2 separate regions of the Zea mays genome follow, and region 2 is linked to region 1. The links are chromatin contacts, called in public Hi-C maps. All regions are on one chromosome and are shown on one strand. The core of a region is the stretch at or near the end of the contact, and the rest is flanking DNA. Distances in the headings are between cores, read along the strand shown.

Region 1 (4,776 bases), core at 792-3,291:
GCATATGTGGTCATCGTATACTTTTTGGTCCAATTACCCAAATTTTCTGTTAGGACCCCTACTAATGTTTAATCTAGTTTCTGGTTCGCTTCTAATTTTACTTCCATCTGTTATGTATTGTTTATGTCTTGACTTTCATCTGGTGCATCTTATCTGTTGTGGATCAAAACTAAGAAAAAGGATGTTGCTGCTTCTGTGCATGCCAAAAGAAAATCTCTCTGAACAAACTTGTCTTCTATGTGCTTATTGTTTGACCATTTCTATCGTGGACTAGCAGTAGTGCCTTATGATGTCCATGTTGGCGCTAAGAAATGTATTGCGGTCAGTTTTTTGTGATATGCTGGATGTCTTAACTGTACATAAGATTGCACGAGTGTACACTGGCTGTTTTTTAGCTGTCCACTTGCTTATCTTTTTTTTCAAATTATGTCTGGGAGCACGATCTTCTTTGTGTGTAATTGTTTGTGTTTCCTGATTTGTTGTTTGTTTGCGGTTTAACACTGCCTTTGCCGGTCCCAAGCCCGGATGAGAAAATGTGGAGGGAACTGCAGGGTTTCTTCTTAGTCCCATGAATGGTATCAGGGTACTGGGAAGAAATGTTGTTTGGTCAAAACAGCTGGACTCTGAGAGCTCAGACGGGCGTAACCTAACCATCAAGCGCAAGCGGCAGTACGGTCACGTCTCCAGACGGGCGTTACCTAACCATCAACTGCAAGCTGGTAGCCTGGTAGTAATACTGGTTCACGGCTGCCTGCATGCAAGTTCTTTTTTCCCCTGTTGAACAAGTTTATTTATCTCATTACCCGCTGAAGAACTCAACGCACAGCAAGCTACAGCTACCTGAAGCCGTTTGGTTAATCATCGAAACAATGGATACCTCTAATCTTCTTCAAAGTAAGCCATGTACAAAAGGGACTTAGGTCCTTCCCTGGGAGATGTCTGTACCGATGGACTAGCTTGACTTTAGTGATGTAGCTGTTACCTGGTCTTAATTTGTTCTTGTCCTTCCGTTCTTGTTTCCATGTTGATTTCTGTTCCCCACTCGCTCCTCGCAGCCCATTTGAAGTTCGTCAGACTTACGCACAGCAGAGAGCAGACACAAACTTGGACGAGAATCGGCCACTGCTTGCCATGCGACCCTGAGCGCAGCATGCCCAATTCGGGGATTCTAACCGAGGTCGAGCTAGTAAACACCACCTGGATGCTGAAAGTTTTATGCTTGTTTCTCCATAGCGCTTCTTTATAATTTGTTCTTAAAAAAACTTCTCTGCATGCGTGTTTTTTATGAACAATGATGTGCATAGTCAACTAGGCAATAAAAAAAACTTGCATGACATGGTATATATATATATATTAATTATATGAATAGATTTTATTAAGACATAAAAATGTGTTCTATTGATTAAGTGGATGTCAATGTGAAGCTAACTACTAAAGTTTAAACTCATATTTTTACATATATTTTTTATTTTATTTTTACATTAAACGGGAATGGTAACGCAGGACAATGTTGAAATTAGTGCTTTAGGGTATTTAATGTACTAAACCTAATAATTAGCTACTAAAATTAGTTGAAGATATCAAACACTCTAGCTAATAGTTCTATTAGCTATTTTTGGTAAATTAACTAATAATTGGCTATCTATTTGTTAGTTAGCTAATTTTACCAGTAATTTTTTAGCAACTAATTATTAGCTCTATTATATTTAAACACTTAATATAGTACTCTTTGTCTCAAATTAAAATTCGTTTCAGGTATTTAGTGGATTCATTTAACATTAATGGATGTGTTTTGCATATATGACTTCGTCGTCTATTTGAATATAGATATAAAAATATATTTGAATATAGATATAAAAAGTAGTTGATGAGCGAATACTGATTTCGAACGGAGGGAGTGGAAAAGGTTTAAAGCGCGAAAAAGTCCAACTGAACAGGCCAGTTGTAGGCCACCACAAGCGAAAAGGTTCATCATTGCGAGCGATCGATAAACCTCCCAGCACTGGCAAGGTCCGGGGATCGTCGCCCCTCCCTCCGTCTCCACGACTCCACCCCCGCCCCTAAACCAACCACGTCGGCGTCCATCTCCTCCACAACACAACACCCCTCCCTTTCCAGGATTCTCCTCTCCTCCAAAAGATCGGTGGCGGGTGAGACGAGAAAGAAAGAAGCTGACAAAGGCGAGAAGGGATAGAGAGAGGAGAGAAAGGGAAGGTAGAAACTGGACAGAAAGTTTCTCCCCGCTAGAAGTAGCTCGGCGGTGAGGGAGCGAGAGACCTGCCGCCTACCCTTGCCCCACCGTTTTTTTCATACCGTCTCGCCGGAATCCTGCTTTATTTTCCCGGCCAGTCCACCGCCTTCTCGGGCTACCACGCTGATCCGGCGTCGTCTGCGGTCCTTCCGACCAACTCTTCAATCTTGTGAATTGCTTTTCGCCCAGTTAGGGCAGATCACCATTCCTTGCAGGAGTTCGTTGCCGTCTCTCCAATCCTCCCTGGCTCGACTGCTCAGTGGTGACTGATGTGGTCCACTGCCCTGCCCTGCACCTGCAAGTTAGTTTCACTCGTGATCCGTCAGCTTGCCACCCAGCAACCGCTGATTATCAGAAATCCACTTCTCAAAGCTTCAAGGAGCATCCTTCGAACAAGTTCCTGATTCCTTCGCCTCCCGCCCTCCCCGTTTCTTCTCTGGCATCCTTGTCCGTTGACCACAGAGGGAAGAAATCTGTTCCGGGCAGGCAGGCGCATTCTCCGCCACAATGGACGATGGAGCTGACCTCCCCTGCCAGTTGCTCTTCTCCCACCCGGAGATGCCTCACAGCTTCGACGAGTTCTTCAGCAGCGCCACGACCACGACCACCTGCACCCACACGCACAGCTGCGACCCTCCGGGCCCCTCGGCCGCCATGCATACCCACACGTGCCTGCACACGCACACCCAGGTCCTGGGCAGCGGCGGGGAGGACGACGGCTCAGCGAAGCCGCGGAGGCCCCTGGGAAACAGGGAAGCCGTGCGCAAGTACCGCGAGAAGAAGAAGGCGCGCGCGGCCTTCCTGGAAGGGGAGGTCAAGAAGCTGCGCGCCGCCAACCAGCAGCTCGTGCGGCGGCTGCAAGACCACGCGGCTCTGGAGGCGGAGGTGGCGAGGCTCAGGGGCCTCCTGCTCGACGTCCGGGGCAGGATCGACGCCGAGGTCGGCGTGTCCCCGTTTCAGAGGCCATGCAGCGCGGGCTCTGTGGAGTGCGGCGCTGATCCAGCTCTGCGCTTCGATGGCAGCTCGGAGGTAGTAGGAGGTGGTGGCTGGGAGAAGAGCTCAAGCCCTCAAGTTGCGGACTGCAGGATCGATGAAGGGGGAGGAGGGATGTCACGGGAACTTGATGTTCTAGAAGGTTTGCGTCACTCCATTGATGCTGGGGCAACCTTTGTGAGTTCTGATTCTCTTGCTGAACGATCGTGTTTGCCTGGTTGACAGTTTCGGGGCCTCTGCCAGCTTCTTTGGGCTTTGCTTTAAAGATAAATTAAATTATTCATGGATTTAGGAGAATGAGGAACCGACAGTGAGTAGAACTATCTTCGCATCGCTGTGGTTTATGTTTCTTATGCTGGTGTTCAGTGTGTATATATAGGGTACAGAATACTTTCATATGAGCACTGAAGAAATCGAAATTGACAATGTTTCATGCGAAATTGTACTGCGGGTATGTAAATGAAGTGCGCCTGACTTCTGACTTGTAGCCTGTTTGTGCTTAGCTGAAATATTATTAAGCTATTAATATAAAATGCACATGGTACCGTTTGAGTCTGAAAACTCATTTACATGGGCACACTATTTTTTATTTTATGCAATTATAAGACAACAGCCACTGAATTACCAAATTATTTGTTCATTTTGTGGAGCATAGAGGATATTTTTCGCCCTTTCGTTCATTTTGTTCATGGTGTGGGATTATTTGGCAAGGTTGTGGTCTGCATACTGTGTTGAGCTTTCACTGCTGTCTGAACCAACTTGAATTTAGTAGTTGACCAGCTGTCAGGATTCCGCTGCCAAGAGACAAATATATGGTTTCAGCTTTTTTTTAGCTTTTGGCCACAAAAAACCGCTGCGGACCGAAAAACGCTCAGTTTTTCAGCACACTTCTATAAAAATCGATTTGGTAAAACCATCCAAAATCAACACGGCCGCCGAGTCGTTGCAATAGTAGGAATTCATCACTTTCTAGATATTGAACCATATGGACACCTTCATATTCCTCTGCACATAATCCCCACGATACACAGATTCTTCGCACAACTAGATTCTCTCTACAACCAGATTATCAGAAAAGTTGGTCAGAAAAAAGCTAAACCAAACAGGCCAATATTCTCCTCAAGTCAAGGTTCATTGTCATTTTGCGTTGGTCTGCTCTCAAGTCAAAGAATGCTTTTGCTCGGATAGTATACAACAGTTCACTGACACTACTGCAGTACTACCTCATGCCTACTTTCAGACTCTACAACCTTGTTTCTCTGGAATCTGGATTCTATGTGCAGCACTGCACTGCAGCTCACCTGATGTATCATGTATGCAGTCTGATCTACAGATCTTTGCGGAGATGTGTAGATTTTGGTTACTGGTTGATAAACCCTTCAGTTAGTGAGAAAGGAAGAAACTATGTATTGTCAAGCCCATGTGATCCTTGGAACTGAATTGTCAAGGGCGTCGAGACCTAGGGTACCTGGCCTTTGGCTACGGAGTTCGTAGCCACGATCCATCGTCGCCGACGAGGTTTTGCCCCTCAG
Region 2 (4,776 bases), core at 1,233-3,732, 520 kb before region 1:
TTGAAAGTTAAGTTATCAGAAGAGAACCCGTCCAAAATAAAGAGGAACTCTGAAAATGAAAAGCAAGTTGACAAAGATATCATTACCTAGGCATATAGGGCATTGCACTTCCTTCCGAACATCCACTAATTTCACAAGCGTAAACCTGTAGTAAGAAAACATTCAGGTAGCAGTATGAATCTTTTGACCGTAGCGAGGACAAATCCTTTATTATTCATTTTTATTAAAAAAACATTCAGGTAGCAGTATGGAACTTTTGACCGTAGTGAGGATAAATCCTTTATTATTCATGTTTACATCAATCATGTATCCACAATCTATGGAACACAAAATCCACCACAAGATCATTATATAGCTATGAAATGGAGAAGGTGATGTTCACCATGACATAAGAGAATGACAGAACAAGATGAAAAGAGCTTGAAATTAGTAGCCCTTCCTTTTTTTTGGCAGGAAACTGATACTATTAGCACTTATACAGTAATTGGACCCCAGAGAGAACTCTTAAGCTTTCCAACTCATATTGGTGGACTCAATGAAGCTATAGGGTCCCAAAGCCACCCACAATAATAGGATTTCTACCAGAAATATGCTACAAAATTATCCAGACTGAATATTGATCTTGTAGCAATTGAGGAGCTGATTTGCACCTTCTAACAAGTAATCAATTACCAAATGCAGGACAGAGAAATGCAGGGTATAAACCGTATAATGGGAAAAATGATAAGTAAAGACGTAAGAAATCAGATGCAGTCTATAAAATTTGGAAGCACGGGAAGACATCAAAACAGCTGATGGCGAGGTCATACACTATATATCAAAAGACCAAGAGAAGCTTCTGCACCAAACCGAGTTAGGCACTAACAGGGTAAGCACTATCACGGTCATGGGTGATCAGGAATCAGGGTCGCAACAGTAGAACAAGATACCAGATACTCGGAGCTTGACAGCACACTCCATGACTGAAAAAATGAAACTCTTGCAACGAACAACTGGAAACACGAACAGATACCTCGCAACCCCCCCCCCCCCCAAGAAGATAATATATGGGATTAATGACCTTGAATGTCACTCCAGAACCAGATGTTAATGTTAAGAGAACAGCATCTCCACGAGCCCCGTTGTATACAAAGAATACGGGTGCACAAGGAGGCTCACAAGGTCGCCTACGCATGCCAAGACGCCAAGACCATTGCGATCCTGGAGGTCAGGCTAGCAGCGACAAAAAGGATACAGGAAATAGTTCGCCGTAGACATACACGATTCAGGAGCAAGAAAAATAGGCAACTGTTCCAGTGGGCAGCTGAACCACGATGAACAAGAGGGCCCATTCAGCTGTGGGCTGTGGCTGGCGGCTCCGGCAGAACAGTTTGGGCAAGCGACGATCCACCTCGGATGCACCCGCCGGCATTTGCCGTCACGAGCACGGCGCCTCCGGAACCGTGCGACATGACGAAAGCATGCATGCTAAGATCCCAGGCCCTGGCGGTGATGGGAGCGATTCCGCCGCCGCGCACAACGAAGCAGCACAGGCACAGCCGGCTCGACCGAACAAGAGCAAGAGCAACTCAAGGTGGCCTGCCGCCGCCAGTACGCCACGAGGAACGGACGAACCCGAGCGGGCTCGCGGGTCCACAACACTACGAAGATCCCACGCCTCGGAGGCGAAGGGAGCGCTCGAGCCGACATCACCACGACGAAAGCGGCGGCCGCCAGGGCTGGCGGGTGGACTGAGCACCTCCCGTCGACAGCCTCTGCCGTCACCCGGCCGAACGGGAGCTGGCGCACGGGGACGTGACGACAGGACACCGCCAAATCGCTACGGGCGGCAGAGCAGACGGCGGTGGAGGAGACGGGGAAGAGCGGAGGAGAAGGGAGGGAGGGGGGAGTCCACGGTTTACTTACTCGTCCATCACGCCGTCACTCTGCGACGACTGGCTGTCGCAGTCGTCGTCGCCTCCGCTCCCGCTCCCGTCCCCGCCGCCGCCGCCTTCGCGGTCTCCTTCCTCCTCGTCGTCAGCGTCGGAATCTGCCAAGCCCACCAGAGAAGCACGCGCTCAGCGACACCCTTAGAGACGCAGCACCGCGCGACGCGTACGCGCATCGCGAGAAGATGACCCGAGTCGGCGGGCCGCGCGTCGTTGAAAGCCCAGTAGTACCGTGGCGCTGGTCCTTGGCCTGCAGCGGCCCGCCGTCCCGCTCCTCCACTCCGTTCAGCGTCACCTTCGGCGACCGTTGGTCGGCCCCGCCGCAGCCGTCCGCGTCGGCGCCAGGAGCTTCCTCGACGTCGGCGTCGGAGCCGGGCGAGGCAGACGACGGGAGCGGGCGCTTCTGCGCGGGCATTCCGGCCGCTAGCTCGGCTCGGCGCGCGGCGTTCCTGCCTAGTGGGAACGAGGAGGAGCCGATGAGGGAAGGGAGGTCAGGTGGTGCGTGGTGGGTGGAAGGAAGCGGCTCGAGCTGATGGAGGCGGAGAGCGAGAGGAAAAGGAAGGAGACTAGGCGAACGCGAACGCGAGGCAGGGGAAGGGGGTGCCCGGTGCGGGCCGTGCAGCGCTGCCCCTGCCCCTGTGTCGTGTAACTTTGGGTTGGTGCCGATGCGCGTGGCCGCGTGCGGCGACTGCTCGGCTCGACTCGCTGGCTGCCTGCCTCCTGCCGCTCCCTGCGCTCTCGGGCCTCCTTTTCTTCTCTGTTTCTCGTTTGCCGTTGTTGAGTACGCGAGGTGGTCAGGTGGAGGCGCGACGCCCGGCCGCGGTACAGGCGTGGCCGTGCGAGTCTCGTAACTGTCGGATGCAAGATGCAACGGGAGCCGGCCCTTTGATCCAGGGGAACAAATTTGTATATGCACCTTAGGTTGTATAGAGAATAGCGTTTGGACGGAGCGACGATGAAAGAGGAAGAGTGATGAGATGTGATCATTTTAACTTTACCCGTGTTTGGTTTGGAGGTCCAGAGTCAGAGTCAAATAATATTCTTAAAAAATGGTGAATGTGGTCATCCTCAAAAAATAAGAGGCGGAATCAGTCCAGGGATTGATATTGTCCCATCCCTCATTGACACCGAACCAAACAATGTAATAACAAAGTTCACAAAAATATACATTTTTCCACTCTACTTCAATTATATATAAAATTTCATTACATAAAACTAATAAAAAATTAAAATTCATGACAAGTTTAGATTAAAAAATCGTCTATAATTTTGTCTTTCTTATTACAACTAACAATTTTAAACTTGAAAATTTGTATTTGTTGGCAAGAACAGATTAGGGTTCCGAGTTTTTTGTTGTGTTTGTTGGCAAGAATCACATTATTAACTCAAAATTTTGTTGGTAACGGGTCCAGCCCCCCTCCTCTATAAAAGCAGAGGAATACAACCGAAACTGATTTAATCAATCAATCGAACCCTCAATCAATACAATTTACATTTATTCTTAGTAGTAGTTATAGTCTAGTTCTAGGTTAGTCTTCCAATCCCCAAATTATTCGCTTCTCTTCGACTCTACGTCGATTAGAGGAGTCTAGGTTGGCCTGCCGAGCCTAGACATCTCCTAGGATCTCTCCTCCCCGACGGGGTCCCTCCCGGGAGCGAGATCCAGGCGCCGCCGGCGACTTCCGCCGCCCCTGCGCACGCGCGGACCGTCCGGCCGTCAGGCAGAAAACCCTAGCCCTGCGCCAGGCCGCGGACCGCCCGACCCCTGGCCACGGACCGTCCGCCCTTGTGCAGAGAGCACCACCACAGTTCGTGTTGAGTGATTGGCGCCCGAAAAAGGTGTCAACATACTTTTGACGACTCCGCTGGGGACAAGACGTCTAGACCTATCAAATCGGCCCTCAATGGTCGTTTCAAGGGATAGTTCTCAATTCTCCCCCAGCAACATTATAGAGCCGACTTGGTGTGAATCATCTAGACCCCTTAGTGATGTTTTGGTAATTAATAACAACTATTTGTGGATTAACAGTTCTTAGAGAAATAAGAATGCAGGTTGGACCACAGAGAACAGAAAATCTTGGAGACTTATAAGCATTGGTTGTGGATCAAGTGAAGGCAAAGGTATAACATAGTTTTTTGTTTTTGTCGGTCTCCAGGAGTTTAGAGAAGACATTTGACCGGATTAGTAGGCTAGATGGCCGTACTATTAAGAGGGGTCAATGAATTTGGTCTGTGTAAAACTTAGTGCCTCATAGAGCATCTAGTGGTTGCATTTGCATGAGGTCTAACAGCGCTTCCGGTTTCGAGAGTTAAAAATCTTTTCGAAAGCGTGTTTAAAAAGTTGCTAAGTCATGGGGTTGGCGGACCGTCCGGGCCAAGTGGGCGGACCGTCTGCGATCCATCCAGTGGGGTCCGAAGTATGTTCACTTTGGACTGGTCCTGTATGTTTGTATTGCGGACCGTCCGGGCCTTGGGGCCGGACCGTCCGCAGTCCTGACCAGAGAGGGTCGCCCTCTGCACAGTCCCTGTGTAATTGTGCGGACTGTCCGGCCGGGGTCGGCGGACCGTTCGCAGGTGCCAAATTTGTTTGGGCAGGGACTGTGTGGTTTTGGGCACTTGTACTACGGACTGTCCGGGGCCAGAGCCCGGATAGTACTAACTCCCAGGTCGCGGATCGTTCGGCCTTGTATGACGGACTGTCCTCATGTGTTAACTCATCGTGGTCAGAGCTCTGGTGCTCCTTGTTGCCAGGTCTCGGATGGTCCGGCCAAGGTTGGCGGACTGTCCGAACTTCGCTTTTCTGACAGCTCTGACAGATTTCAAATGGGAAAACTAGCCGTTACTTGTA

What was found. Hi-C and Micro-C count contacts between places; a contact is called where the count stands out from the background.
Region 2: a contact with region 1 is called in a Hi-C map of ear, with 1.8 times the contacts expected there. The contact joins the promoter of LOC100281596 here to the promoter of LOC100191786 in region 1. A contact is called at or near these places in 2 of 25 Hi-C or Micro-C datasets (ear and leaf).

The regions. Positions count from the first base shown.
Region 1 is chr8:123,358,516-123,363,291 of Zm-B73-REFERENCE-NAM-5.0, reverse strand. LOC100191786 reads left to right here and starts at 2,041. Exons shown (of 2, transcript NM_001137211.1): 1 at 2,041-3,386; 2 at 3,470-3,773. The coding sequence starts at 2,759. The coding sequence ends at 3,519.
Region 2 is chr8:123,875,340-123,880,115 of Zm-B73-REFERENCE-NAM-5.0, reverse strand. LOC100281596 (Putative E3 ubiquitin-protein ligase RING1) reads right to left here and starts at 2,482. Exons shown (of 10, transcript NM_001154515.2): 1 at 2,160-2,482; 2 at 1,906-2,029; 3 at 87-145. The coding sequence starts at 2,343.